2 separate regions of the Ovis aries genome follow, and region 2 is linked to region 1. Evidence: chromatin contacts called from public Hi-C data. All regions are on one chromosome and are shown on one strand. The core of a region is the stretch at or near the end of the contact, and the rest is flanking DNA. Distances in the headings are between cores, read along the strand shown. Region 1 has its middle 13 kb from the start of CCDC80. Region 2 overlaps LOC121816420 (a long non-coding RNA gene).

Region 1 (6,278 bases), core at 2,686-5,185:
TTTCTTCAGTGACAACTATCAAAATATAACTCTGCATATTCCTCTAGATCACTTAGGAGAAAATGAATTGTGATAGGAATTTAATTATATTTCATTTTTAGTTCAAAAGCCGGAAACTACAGAGGCAGGGAAATCTGTAAAAAATTATTTCCTCCCTTTCAAAGATGCACTCTCATCTACCCTCAATGATACTGTTGAATTTGGCAATAGTGACTAATATACTCTCCAGTATTTTGTAACAGTTTGTAAGTAACAGAACTAAATGTTTAAGAGTTAAAGTAATTCTTGAAATTTATTTTTTAATAGAATTATAAAGTAATTAAAGGTGAAAAAATGACAACAACAAAAGAAAGACAACTTAAAGTCACTGATGGTGTGATGATAAGCACATAATATCTATAATCATGAGATCTGGGTTTCAATTCTAGCTAACACATAAACTCTGTGTGCCTTGGAGACTTAATTTCCTTGCCTGAGAGATAGAAATGATGCCTGCCCTGAGAGTAAAATAGTTCATATAGAACATTTAGCCCACTGCTTGTGGGCTAAATCACTCATTCATTCATTCAGCTATGTTCAATGAGCTTTTACACTACATCCAGCAATGTGCCAGGCATTGGAAACACAACAGTGAAAAACCAGTCATAATTCTGCTCTCATGAAGCTTAAAAATATGGCAGAAGAGGCAGACGTTAAGAAGGTCATAAATAGTTTGATAAATAGGTAAAAGTTAATTCTGACTAAAAATTAATTCTCTTTCCCTTCTCCTCATTTATAGTAAAGGGAACACCTGTGTTTTCTACTTTCACTTATGAGAATTCAATGAATTAAGTGAATCAACTTTGTAAAGTGAATCAATTAAGTAAACTTTAAAGCTTTCTACAAATGTCTATTGCTATATTTGTAATGAAAAATGATCAAGTATGTAGTAATTGCAAGGCTCTAGGGTGAAGAATCTGGAGAAAGTGATGGCACCCCACTCCAGTACTCTTGCCTGGAAAATTCCATGGACGAAAGAGCCTGGTAGGCTGCAGTCCATGGGGTCGCGAAGAGTCGGACACGACTGAGCAACTTCACTTTCACTTTTCACTTTAATGCACTGGAGAAGGAAATGGCAACCCACTCCAGTGTTCTTGCCTGGAGAATCCCAGGGACGGGGGAGCCTGGTGGGCTGCCGTCTATGGGGTCGCACAGAGTCGGACACGGCTGAAGCGACTTAGCAGCAGCAGCAGTAGGGAAAGTAGAAAAAATAGCTGGATGCAGGCTCTTCCTGCTCCTATGGAAGGAGGTAGGACAACTGGGCACTGTGAGCCAGCTGTCCAGACATAAAGTACTCAAGGTGCTTTGAGAGAGGGAAGGGTGAGTCACTGGATATTTGGAAGAGGCAGAAGTGGACTCAGCTGGGAAGACTGTGCAGCAGGTGTATTTGGATTTGACAGGGGCCGCACGGACTTGAGGAGATCAGCCAAAAGAATAAGCAAAGTATAGAAGGAGATCATCAAGGGGCAATGAAGAAACAGTATGTAGCTCATTTTGACAGATTGAAGAAGGCGCTACAGGGAACAGTATAAGCTAAGCTAAGCTAAGTCGCTTCAGTCGCATCCGACTCTGTGAGACCCTGTAGATGGCAGCCCGCCAGGCTTCCCCGTCCCTGGGATTCTCCAGGCAAGAACACTGGAGTGGGTTGCCATTTCCTTCTCCAATGCATGAAAGTGAAAAGTGAAAGTGAAGTTGCTCAGTCGTGCCCAACTCTTACTGACCCCATGGACTGTAGCCCACCAGGCTCCTCCATCCATGGGATTTCCCAGGCAAGAGTACTGGAGTGGGGTGTCATTGCCTTCTCCCAGATCAGATCCTGCTGCTGCTAAGTTGCTTCAGTCGTGTCCGACTCTGTGCGACCCCAGAGATGGCAGCCCGCCAGGCTCCCCCGACCCTGGGATTCTCCAGGCAAGAACACTGGAGTGGGTTGCCATTTCCTTCTCCAATGCATGAAAGTGAAAAGTGAAAGTGAAGTCACACAGTCGTGCCCGACTCTAGTGACTCCATGAACTGCAGCCTACCAGGCTCCTCTGTCCATGGGATTTTCCAGGCAAAAGTACTGGAGTGGGGTGCCATTGCCTTCTCTGAGATCAGATCCTAGCAGACTCTAAATGCAAGGTGAAAGAATATGACTTGTATTGTTGACAGCTGCAAGCCATTAACGGAGTTTGAGTAAGACAGTAAAATGACTGGAGCTGTGAGTTGGAAGAGTAATCATCCTACAACAGTATATCAAATGTATACAAATAAAACACTCTTTCTAATAACATCTCTCATTTGACTTAGCACAGGCCACATTACCTAAAATCTGTACTATAGACATAGGGAAGAGAAACACCAACAGTGTATCAAATGGATGTTAACCACTGCTGCTATGATTTTACTTAAGGCTTTGGGGAAACAGCTTTTGAGGTCTTATTTTTTGGGCTCCTAAATCACTGCAGATGGTGACTGCAGCCATGAAATTAAAAGATGCTTACTCCTTGGAAGAAAAGTTATGACCAACCTAGATAGCATATTCAAAAGCAGAGACATTACTTTGCCAACTGAGGTCCATCTAGTCAAGGCTATGTTTTTTCCAGTGGTCATGTATGGATTGAGAGTTGGACTGTGAAGAAGGCTGAGCGCCGAAGAATTGATGCTTTTGAACTGTGGTGTTGGAGAAGACTCTTGAGAGTCCCTTGGACTGCAAGGAGAGCCAACCAGTCCATTCTGAAGATCAGCCCTGGGATTTCTTTGGAAGGAATGATGCTAAACCTGAAACTCCAGTACTTTGGCCACCTCATGAGAAGAGTTGACTCATTGGAAAAGACTCTGATGCTGGGAAGGATTGAGGGCAGGAGGAGAAGGGAATGACAGAGGATGAGATGGCTGGATGGCATCACAGACTCGATGGACGTGAGTCTGAGTGAACTCTGGGAGTTAGTGATGGACAGGGAGGCCTGGCGTGCTGCAATTCATGGGGTCACAAAGAGTTGGACATGACTGAGGGACTGAACTGGTCTGAACTGAACTGATGTTGGTCCTCTTGAAAGCCAGAGTCCTGAAGCTAACACAGTTGGAGTGGTCTGGGGAACTTGAAGTATTTTTGAACAGGGTTGGCCAATGGCCAATAAATTCATTCAGGTTTCCATAAGATATAATGGAAAAACCCGAATGAACTTTTGAGCCAACCCAATATTTGCTGGTACTGAAGCATAAAGAAAATAAGCTTCCTTTTCTGAATACTATGGAACTCATGAGGTAGATCCAAAACACATATGTGTTTGGTGAAAATAAAGCACTCGGTAATTACATCTCTCATTTGCCTTGCACAGGTCACATTATCTAAAATCTGTACCATAGACAAAGGGAAGAGAGACACCAAGAGGTAAAAACAATTGCTCTGAAAACAAAACTGCTATGACCCACCATTCCAAAAAGTACAAATCCTCTGCCTGCTTTACCCACACATCATCCAATAATGGCTGATCAGAGCAGTTTAATGAAATATTCCTACTCCTGGAACTCCCATGGGCTACAGGCACAGAACAAGCTGACCCTGACTTCCTTCCTCCCCACACTCCAACCTCTCAGAGGCGAAACAGCTGTGGGAGACAATGATGACTGGTCAGCCAATCAACAAACAGCTGACAGCCGACAGGTTCCATTTGTCACTCTGCAGAGGTGGTGGAGGAAGCCAAGTTGCCCCGCCCAGTGTTCAGAAACTTTCAACTGAAAGAGAATAACAGATGTTCATTTAAAAGAACCAACTACAAACCCCAAACATAATTTTATTACACAAATTCATTGCCAGTGAATATTTGGAGAATAAGAACACTTTTGCTAGCCCTCACAGGGTGTCTGGAAGACAGACACAGAGAAGGGTCTACATATTTCTAATCTACGTCTTGTTTCCATGATGAACTCCACAGAGTGTGAGACACTGTCTTGGTATGTCCCACAGAGGAGCTTTCAGGGATTGCTCTGGGTTTGTTTAGAGCCAGGGGAAACAGGGGACTGGGTTTCCTATTCCTAAAACAAGGAGAACTAAGTAGGAGCAAGATAGGTGGCTGAAGACTTTATCCTATTACTTCATGTAAAAGTCATCATGTTAAATAAACACATTTGGAATTAATTTACCAACATAGAGGGAAATGACACTAAGCCACACAGATAAGCCTTTTAAAAATTTAAAGTCCAGTATTTAAAATTCTCTTCATCCGATTAAGCAACCAGCAACTAGGGTTGGGCCCTCAGTGAAGAATGGATTATGTAATACTGTAAAGGGAGGCAGCCAGAGGTTAAGTCCTTTCTTGCAGTGATGAGCAAATAAGTGAAAAATTGCCATCAAGGAGAATGCTACCTTAGGGTCTTTCTTCCAAAGTTGCACTGTGCTGCCTTGGCCCAAATGCCAATGTATTTGTGGTCATCATGTGAGATCATGAGTTCTGTAAAGAGAAAGGGAAATACCAGAAAGGTCAAGAAATGCTGTTTGGATTGATCTTTGGGCTCTTGCCTACATTTGAAGCTCTATCTTATCTGAATCTTCCTCCAAAGCCTTCCTAGCTCAATTAGGAGAAGACCTAAACATCCACCTCTGTGCCAGGATTTCTGACCTTCCTAACTCTCTCCGGGGCATTTCTCTGTGACTAGGGAGGAACCAAATTGGCTTCCAGTAAACTAGAAATTTTGACTGGCCAAAACAGTCTATCTTAATAATTTACTGTTAAGATGGAACTCTGGAGTAGAGATATATTTACTTTAAGAACCCTAGGTAATACCTGTAGAAGAATTTAATCTAAACTAGTACTGGAAAATATAAAGAAAATCTCACAGATGCCCTCAAGGAAGACAAAACATAAGGACTAAGAGTCTAATTACAATAAATGCCTGATTTACAGAAAACTGATGGTGTCAGAATTTTCTGATATGATGGGGGTTGGTCAGAGGTTGTCTCATAACCTTAGGAAGTTTTGTCAAAAGCACAAATGAGAGAGGAGTCAGGTCATGTTGGATCTCACAAAGTGGGTTGGATTGAACTTTGTGTGGCTAGACTGATTTTGTCTGCTCAGAAAGTTTTCAAGGCTGATCTTCATTTGTTTTTCAATTTATTTATTTATTTATTTATTTTTGGTTGCGCTGGGTCTTCGTCGCTATGCTAGGGCTTTCTCTCGTTGTGGTGAGCTACTCTTCATTGCAGTACATGGGCTTCTCATTGCCGAGGCTTCTCTCGTGGAGCACAGGTTCTAGACTTGAGAGCTTCAGTAATTGCAGCCCAGGAGTTCAGTGATTGTGGCTCATAGGCCCTAGAGCTTGCGGGCTTCAGTAGTCATAGCGCATGGGCTTATTTGCCCTGCGGCATGTGGAATCTTCCTGCACCAGACATCAAACCAGTGCCTCTGCACTGGCACGTGGATTCTTACCCACTGCAATGCCAGGGAAGTCCTTTCACTTGTTTTTTATTTTAACTGACTCTAACTGAACTCTCCCCTCAACATCCGCTGCCTATAATACAGCCTCACTTGACTCACCTGTAGCTTGTTGCAACTTGCATATCCCAATTGCAATTACTTTGCTATTTCCAAGTAAACTCATTTTTTGAGTTTGACTCAGTTTACCTCTTTGTTTAGGTCAACATATCTGTGAGGATTGTGGGAGGAGAAATTAACTCTAGTAGGCACTCAGACTGATGTACTGGACCCCAAAACACTAGAGGTTGGTCAAGAGGCCAAGACAGGGTCAGTGGAGCAGAGGTCAGAGGCAGAGGTGGGACAGACTTTCAGTTCAGTTCAGTTGCTCAGTCATGTCCAACTCTTTGTGACCCCATGGATTGCAGCATACTAGGCTTCCCTGTCCTTCACCAACTCCAGGAGCTTGCTCAGACTCACGTCCATTGAGTCGGTGATGCCATCCAACCACTTCATCCTCTGTCATCCCCTTCTCCTCTCACCTTCAACCTTTCCCAGGATCAGGGTCTTTTCAAATGAGTCAGTTCTTCCTATCAGGTGGCCAAAGTACTAGAGTTTCAGCTTCAGCATCAAAGATTTCTTTTGGCAAATGTCACATTGCACTTGAAAATGTGTGTGCTGTTTTCAAATGTGATATTGATTTCTAACATAATTTCACAGGGATAAGAGAAGAGACTGTGCGATTTCAATACCTTTAGACCATGAAATCTGTGCACATTGTTTTCTGTCCTTGGATGTGTTCCAGTGTCTCCTAGTTTATAGTCTGTGGGAACTAGAATAGAATTTTTA
Region 2 (5,848 bases), core at 826-3,325, 53 kb before region 1:
ATCACCCAGGTGGACAATCAACAAAATGGAGAATAATCATATTGCAGAATTTCTCCCACAGGAGTGAGAGCTCTGAGCCCCATGCAGGCTCCCCAGTCTGAGGGTATGGTATTGGCAGGAGGAGCCCCCAGAGCATTTGGCCTTGAAGGCCAGTGGGGCTTGATCACAGGAGCTCCACGGGACTAGGGGACACAGAGATCCACTCTTGAGGATGTACACAAGGTCTTAGGCACAGACAAGGGCAAAAGCAGTGACTTTATAGGAATCTTGGAGGATCTCCTGGGGTGGCAGGCTGGGGGCGGTGGGTGAAGGGGTGGTGGGCAGCTGTGGAAAAAAGGAAGAGGGCTCAAATCAATAAAATCAGAAATGAAAAAAGAGAAGTTACAACTGACACCACAGAAATATAAAGGATCATGAGAGACTACTACAGGCAACTATATGCCAATAAAGTGGACAGCCTAGAAGAAATGGACAAATTCTTAGAAAGGTACAATCTCCCAAAATTTGAGACAGGAAGAAATAGAAAATACGAACAGATTGATCACAAGTACTGAAATTGAATCTGTGATTTTAAAACCCCCAACAAACAAAAATCCAGGACTAGTGGCTTCACAGGCGGATTCTATCAAACATTTAGAGAAAAGTTAACACCCATTTTTCTGAAACTATTCCAAAAAGTTGAAGAGGAAGAATATGTCTGAACTCATTCTATGAGGCCACCATCACCCCAATATCAAAACCAGAAAAAGATACAACACAGAAAGGAAAATTATAGGCCAATATCATATCCAAGGGTCAGACTTTTGTTAAGCAACTTCTAAATTAATGGGGAAACAAACAAAGCAGGCAGCCAGATGTATGTGCAAGAGAGTTCCAGCTGAAGGGACACAGAAGTCAGGCTGTGCTGGCAATTTGGAGGAAGGCCAGGTTACTCTGGAAAGACTTTCTGGAAAGAAGGACTGAATGTTCAAAACAGATTAGCACCCTGACAGACTGAGAATGAGTTTGAAGATCTCTGTGGCCAGAGACTATGAGGATTATATTATTCCTTGCTTTTCTCTGTAAAGCAAGAGCCCAGATGCGCTGAGTTCCAGGGCTGAGCTGGCCAGGCACATGGCCCAGCCTCAACTCTATTTTTACTTCACAGAAAGATGCAAGTCTGCTCTCCACGTTTCCTCAGCACAGGAAAACCTAGTTCAGTGCATCGCTGTTCATCATAGGCTACCTTATTTTCACATATATTCATTTTCATTAGGTCGTATGTGGTGAGCCTATAGTCATTTGCATGTTTAAGTTCCAACTGTATTTCAAATCCCACAGGATGTAATTGAAATGGTAAAATGATCCAACTGCTTCTTTTCAAAGTGCGGCTTCTGTATCTTGTCTTCTTTTATGAATTTAATGGGAGTGGTACACATGTGAGGAGGTCTTCTCTTTTCGTCTAATATTACTTTTATTATTGCAGATATTCTTAAGTGACTCTATAAAGAAGGTGAAAAATTTACTCTCCAAAAGTTAATTTGGTGAAGCTCCAATTCTATAAATTCAACTTGAATAATGAGTTAACGTCATTCCAAGTCCCTGTCCTGTAACTTTGTTTTTTCATTTCAGAATAGTGACTACAGATCTGAGGTCCATCAAGCCGTACGAAGCTTCGCAGATACTTAGCAGTACTGCAAGTTTGCTCATTTCTGTGCTAGAACTTTGTACTCTCTTTGGCTTTTTAAAATTCATGGATTTTGTAAAATTCATAGGTCCTTGGCCTAACGGTGGCCACGGTCACATAAGAGACTAGTCAGTCTCAAATTCTGGACATTGCTTCACCCTCCTTTCCTGAAACACGTACAAAGACAGCTTGTCCTGGAAGACTGTGTGATTCAGGCAAAGGACACTGAAGGGACAGGGACTCCAGAGGCCTGAGTTCTAGTTGCTAGCAATTAGTATGAGTGCTTAGCATCATCCCTATGTTTTCCTCAACTGCAAAACAATGGAGCTGGACCAGGCAACTGCAACAGATCTGCTGGTTCTGACACTTCTTAAACTCACAAAGTGTGAAGAATGCTAAGGCAGACGACAGTAGGCAGGGCAGAACAGCAGCAGGCTTTAGGCCTCCCAGTTGATACTTCTCATCTGGTTTAGAAAGCAGCCAAAAAGCAAAAGATTTCACAAGAACGTATTTGCTCAAAAGTGTTCTTTTAAAGACTACTTAAAAAAAAAATATCCTAAGTGTTTCTCACATAAGAAATTTATTCTATCCCATATCTCTAGGTTCTCTATGTTGCTGTTGGTAAAGTATTTGATGGACTGTATGAGATTATGACTGTTACAATATTATTTTCAGATACTCTTGCATTTGAAAATCTTTAAGCATTCTTAAATATAATTTTTAAATGTTAATTTTATATCTTTATGTGTGTGTATTTGTGTACAGATGAGAATATCTATGTCTTGGAAGTTGTAGTATATATCAACAGGAAAAGGAAACAATTAAAAAACTGATTTCAAAAATTACTCCATTATGTAAACTAGGTTCATTGGCATATTCTTTATTCTCTTCCCCAAGGTTCCATATCGTGTCATATTGCTCCTCATCTTGACATACACTCTGCCCCATGAACGTATGCATTCGAGTTTAGAGCAGTGGCTCCTAGCCTATTTTCACAGCCTCTGGTCCTGACAGAATGCCTATAAAACCTTTATGTCTTTATACCAAAGACATAAGTTTTATGCCTATAAAATCAAAATATCTTTATACCATAACCTTTCATTCATTCAGTTAATCCAAAGAATATTTTATATACCTGACACTTTGTTAGGGAGTGAAGATATAATAATAAATAAAAGAGAAGTGTACATTAAATGAATAGGAGCTGATTGTTTGTTACAATTATAATAGTGCTACATAGAAGAAGTTGAGGTGCCCCAGAGCAGAGAATGGGGAACCTAACTTGTGGCTGAACGTGTGGGAGGAATGTAAGGGAAGAACTCCCAAAAGAAGTATGTCCTTAGATTTAAAGGAAGATGAGCAGTTGTCTAGCTGAGGGTGAAGTGGGATGGACGTGAGAGTGGGGAGGAGGATGAATTTCACAAAGTCATACTACAAACAGCAAAGTTAGCATTAAGGCCTTAGTTTCTAATCCCCTTCAGCAACTCTGCCAAAAAAAAAGTCTCCTCAAAACACACTACAGTTTGTCAAACACAGAACAGTCTTAATTCATACACACAAAAGATTCCCCAAGTTAATAATAATTTCCTCTAGGGATTGTAATTATGGATGACATTAATCTTTTTTGTATCTTTCTATATTTTCCATACTCTTTATAATGATCATATATTATTCTTTTAACTTTCAAAATAATGACTTTTATTTCTAAAGAAAAAATATCAATGGGATGGCAATGTGTACATTGTTAAGACCTCTTACATGTAAATTGGTTGGTACAATGTCTGGGACAGCCTATCCTCTCAAATATTTGTTTCCTTTCTTATTTGTCTTCTAATCCCCTGTACTGGGCATAGTATGGAGCATATTGCTCAACAAATATTTCTTGAATGAATCCATAAGTAAAACCTCTAGCCAGAATTATGGGCATTGATTATAGGACTGTTGATCTATAAGGAGGCAAAAACGACATAGTTTAGGGCCAAGCAGCTCTTACCCTGGCAATGACATGGAATTGAGAAAGACCTTCTGAGATCAAACTTTTGATCTTGCTGTAATTAATCTGGGACCCTAAGCCACTAAAGTATACTTTTTGAAGTTAAGTTATAGGAAGAATATTGTCTTTCATGAAAAAACTTCTGATCATAATGCTTGTATTACAAACTGAAATCTAACAGTATAAACCCTGGTTAGTTTGGCAATATAATACAACTATTATATTTTTAGTAATGGCTGTGAAAAGCCATTAGAAAGTCATAATTTGGGGGGTTCATATGCATTATCATTCAAGATGAGTCAGTTTTGGTAAAATGTATCTTCTTGGATTTAGAGACTATGATCCAAAGGACGGGAGCATAAAGGTCAATAGGAATACCAAAGATTTCACCCCCCTGTGATCCCAAGCCCATCCTAGGCTTTCATCAAAAGTACATAAATCTTTTTATATGATGGTAATAAATAATTTGTAGCATAATTTGCAACATGAGTTGCTTCACTCTAGTGGAGGAAACCTCAGTTTGTTTCTTCCCTTTTGGGCTCTGTCCCTTGGCCTAGGAGAATGAAAATAAATCAGACATGATCTTCAGGGATTTCTTCTCTGTTCCACCTGAGTGGGCTTCCTCTCATGTTACTAAATGCCCAACAGACACAATGCTTCCACAAAAGACATTCCATCAAAAAAAAAAAAAAGATATTCCATCAAGCAATTTATCACTTTTTCCCAGTGCCCATTTTCTGGCTGTCCATATGGAAATGAACATTTTATCATGATCCTGTGACCCACACATCTCTCACTCTCACCCCATGTTACCTCTTCCAGGGAGGTAATCAAAAGCAAATGATTTAAAAATTGTAACACTCCCAATGACAGAGCTAGCAACATCTGGAGTCTCTATTGAGTCCACATGAAGTTTAAAGTTCTTCTAGTTGAAATAAGAATAATCCAAACAGACAACTAATATTATAATTTAAAATATCTTCTCCTCAAAACTTAATATTAAAGGTAGCAGAAAATGCATGAACAGTATAGACTTGGTTTGGAAATTCCCACATACTGAAAACAGGCTCAATCTTCTTAGACCTAGAGTATGTCTAATTTTACCTGCTTTTTGATTCTGTATGTGGGCATAGAAAATTGAGTGCTATGAAAGACTGTGGAAAATCTTACTTCTGCAAAGAATCCCAGTAGAATAAAGGCTTGACTTAATGGCTAGTTCAAGAGTCAGTAATATGGAAATTTGGGATCTAGTAACAGAAGTTACAACAGCCATTAACATTTCTGGGACTAAATTTTGCTTACACATGAGGTGGGAAAAAAAATAGTCCCCAGCCCCTCAGAGTCTTAATGAAATATTATATGGCTTCAAATCAAGGATGTATTTGCCAAATTTCTTTACTAACATCAGAGTTGATGTTCAGACATATGATTTTAGAGTTGGTATCTGAAATGTTGAAGTTATCTCTCTCTAAATGGCTATTGCAAATGTGTTATTATTTAACTTATAACCCATGGCTAGAAGGTGACACAGATCTTGCAAATTGCACTGAGATTATTCTAGATGAAAGTCATGTGGCAATCATGAACTCCTGTATTATCTGTCTCTATGTCACAAGTCATTTTGTACAGCTTTGCTCTAAGATGTACAAATCCACACGATTTGAAGAAAAAAGATCATTTGGAGCAGAGGAAAAATGAAATCAATTGTAACTACTATCTCAGATGTTAAAGAGATGGTTTCTTAGGTTTCTTTGAATATTTTGTGTCTTCCTACACACCTACTCCATTCTCTCCAGGACCCAAAAAATGTCTACAATGAGATTAAAACCTTCCAATGTGTATATTAAAGGTTCTTCAATTAAAGAGAGAGAGAGAAATGTATGATGGAGGACGAATGGAATGGCAGTACCATGGTGCAGTAGTTGCTAATTCAAATGCTACTAACTGGCAGCACATAAAGGGCATCTGTTACCATGCAGACAAGAGAATTTGGACAGGAAGTTTACAACAAATGGCTGTGAAAAGATTCTTTCAACCTTTCGGCACTTTCTTGAATGAATTACATACCCCCACATTCTGTATGAATTCAACAAGGCTAAAACTAAACTCCTCGTCTTGACAGCTGACCTAAGAGGAATATGAACCCACTCTGAATTGTGGATGAGCCCTTGGGACTCTGCCTTTTCAGA

What was found. A called contact is a pair of places that touch in the nucleus more often than the background predicts.
Region 2: a contact with region 1 is called in a Hi-C map of mesenteric adipose tissue, with 1.9 times the contacts expected there. The contact joins two enhancer-like sites.

The regions. Positions count from the first base shown.
Region 1 is chr1:178,353,653-178,359,930 of ARS-UI_Ramb_v3.0, reverse strand. No RefSeq gene overlaps it. Among named protein-coding and RNA genes, the nearest start is that of CCDC80, 13 kb to the right of the region's middle. Within about 2 kb of position 3,935, at least 15 of the 54 cell types and tissues checked have an H3K27ac peak or open chromatin away from gene starts, as enhancers often do.
Region 2 is chr1:178,405,143-178,410,990 of ARS-UI_Ramb_v3.0, reverse strand. The region is part of intron 1 of LOC121816420 (a long non-coding RNA gene); the gene reads left to right. Among named protein-coding and RNA genes, the nearest start is that of CCDC80, 64 kb to the right of the region's middle. Within about 2 kb of position 2,075, at least 4 of the 54 cell types and tissues checked have an H3K27ac peak or open chromatin away from gene starts, as enhancers often do.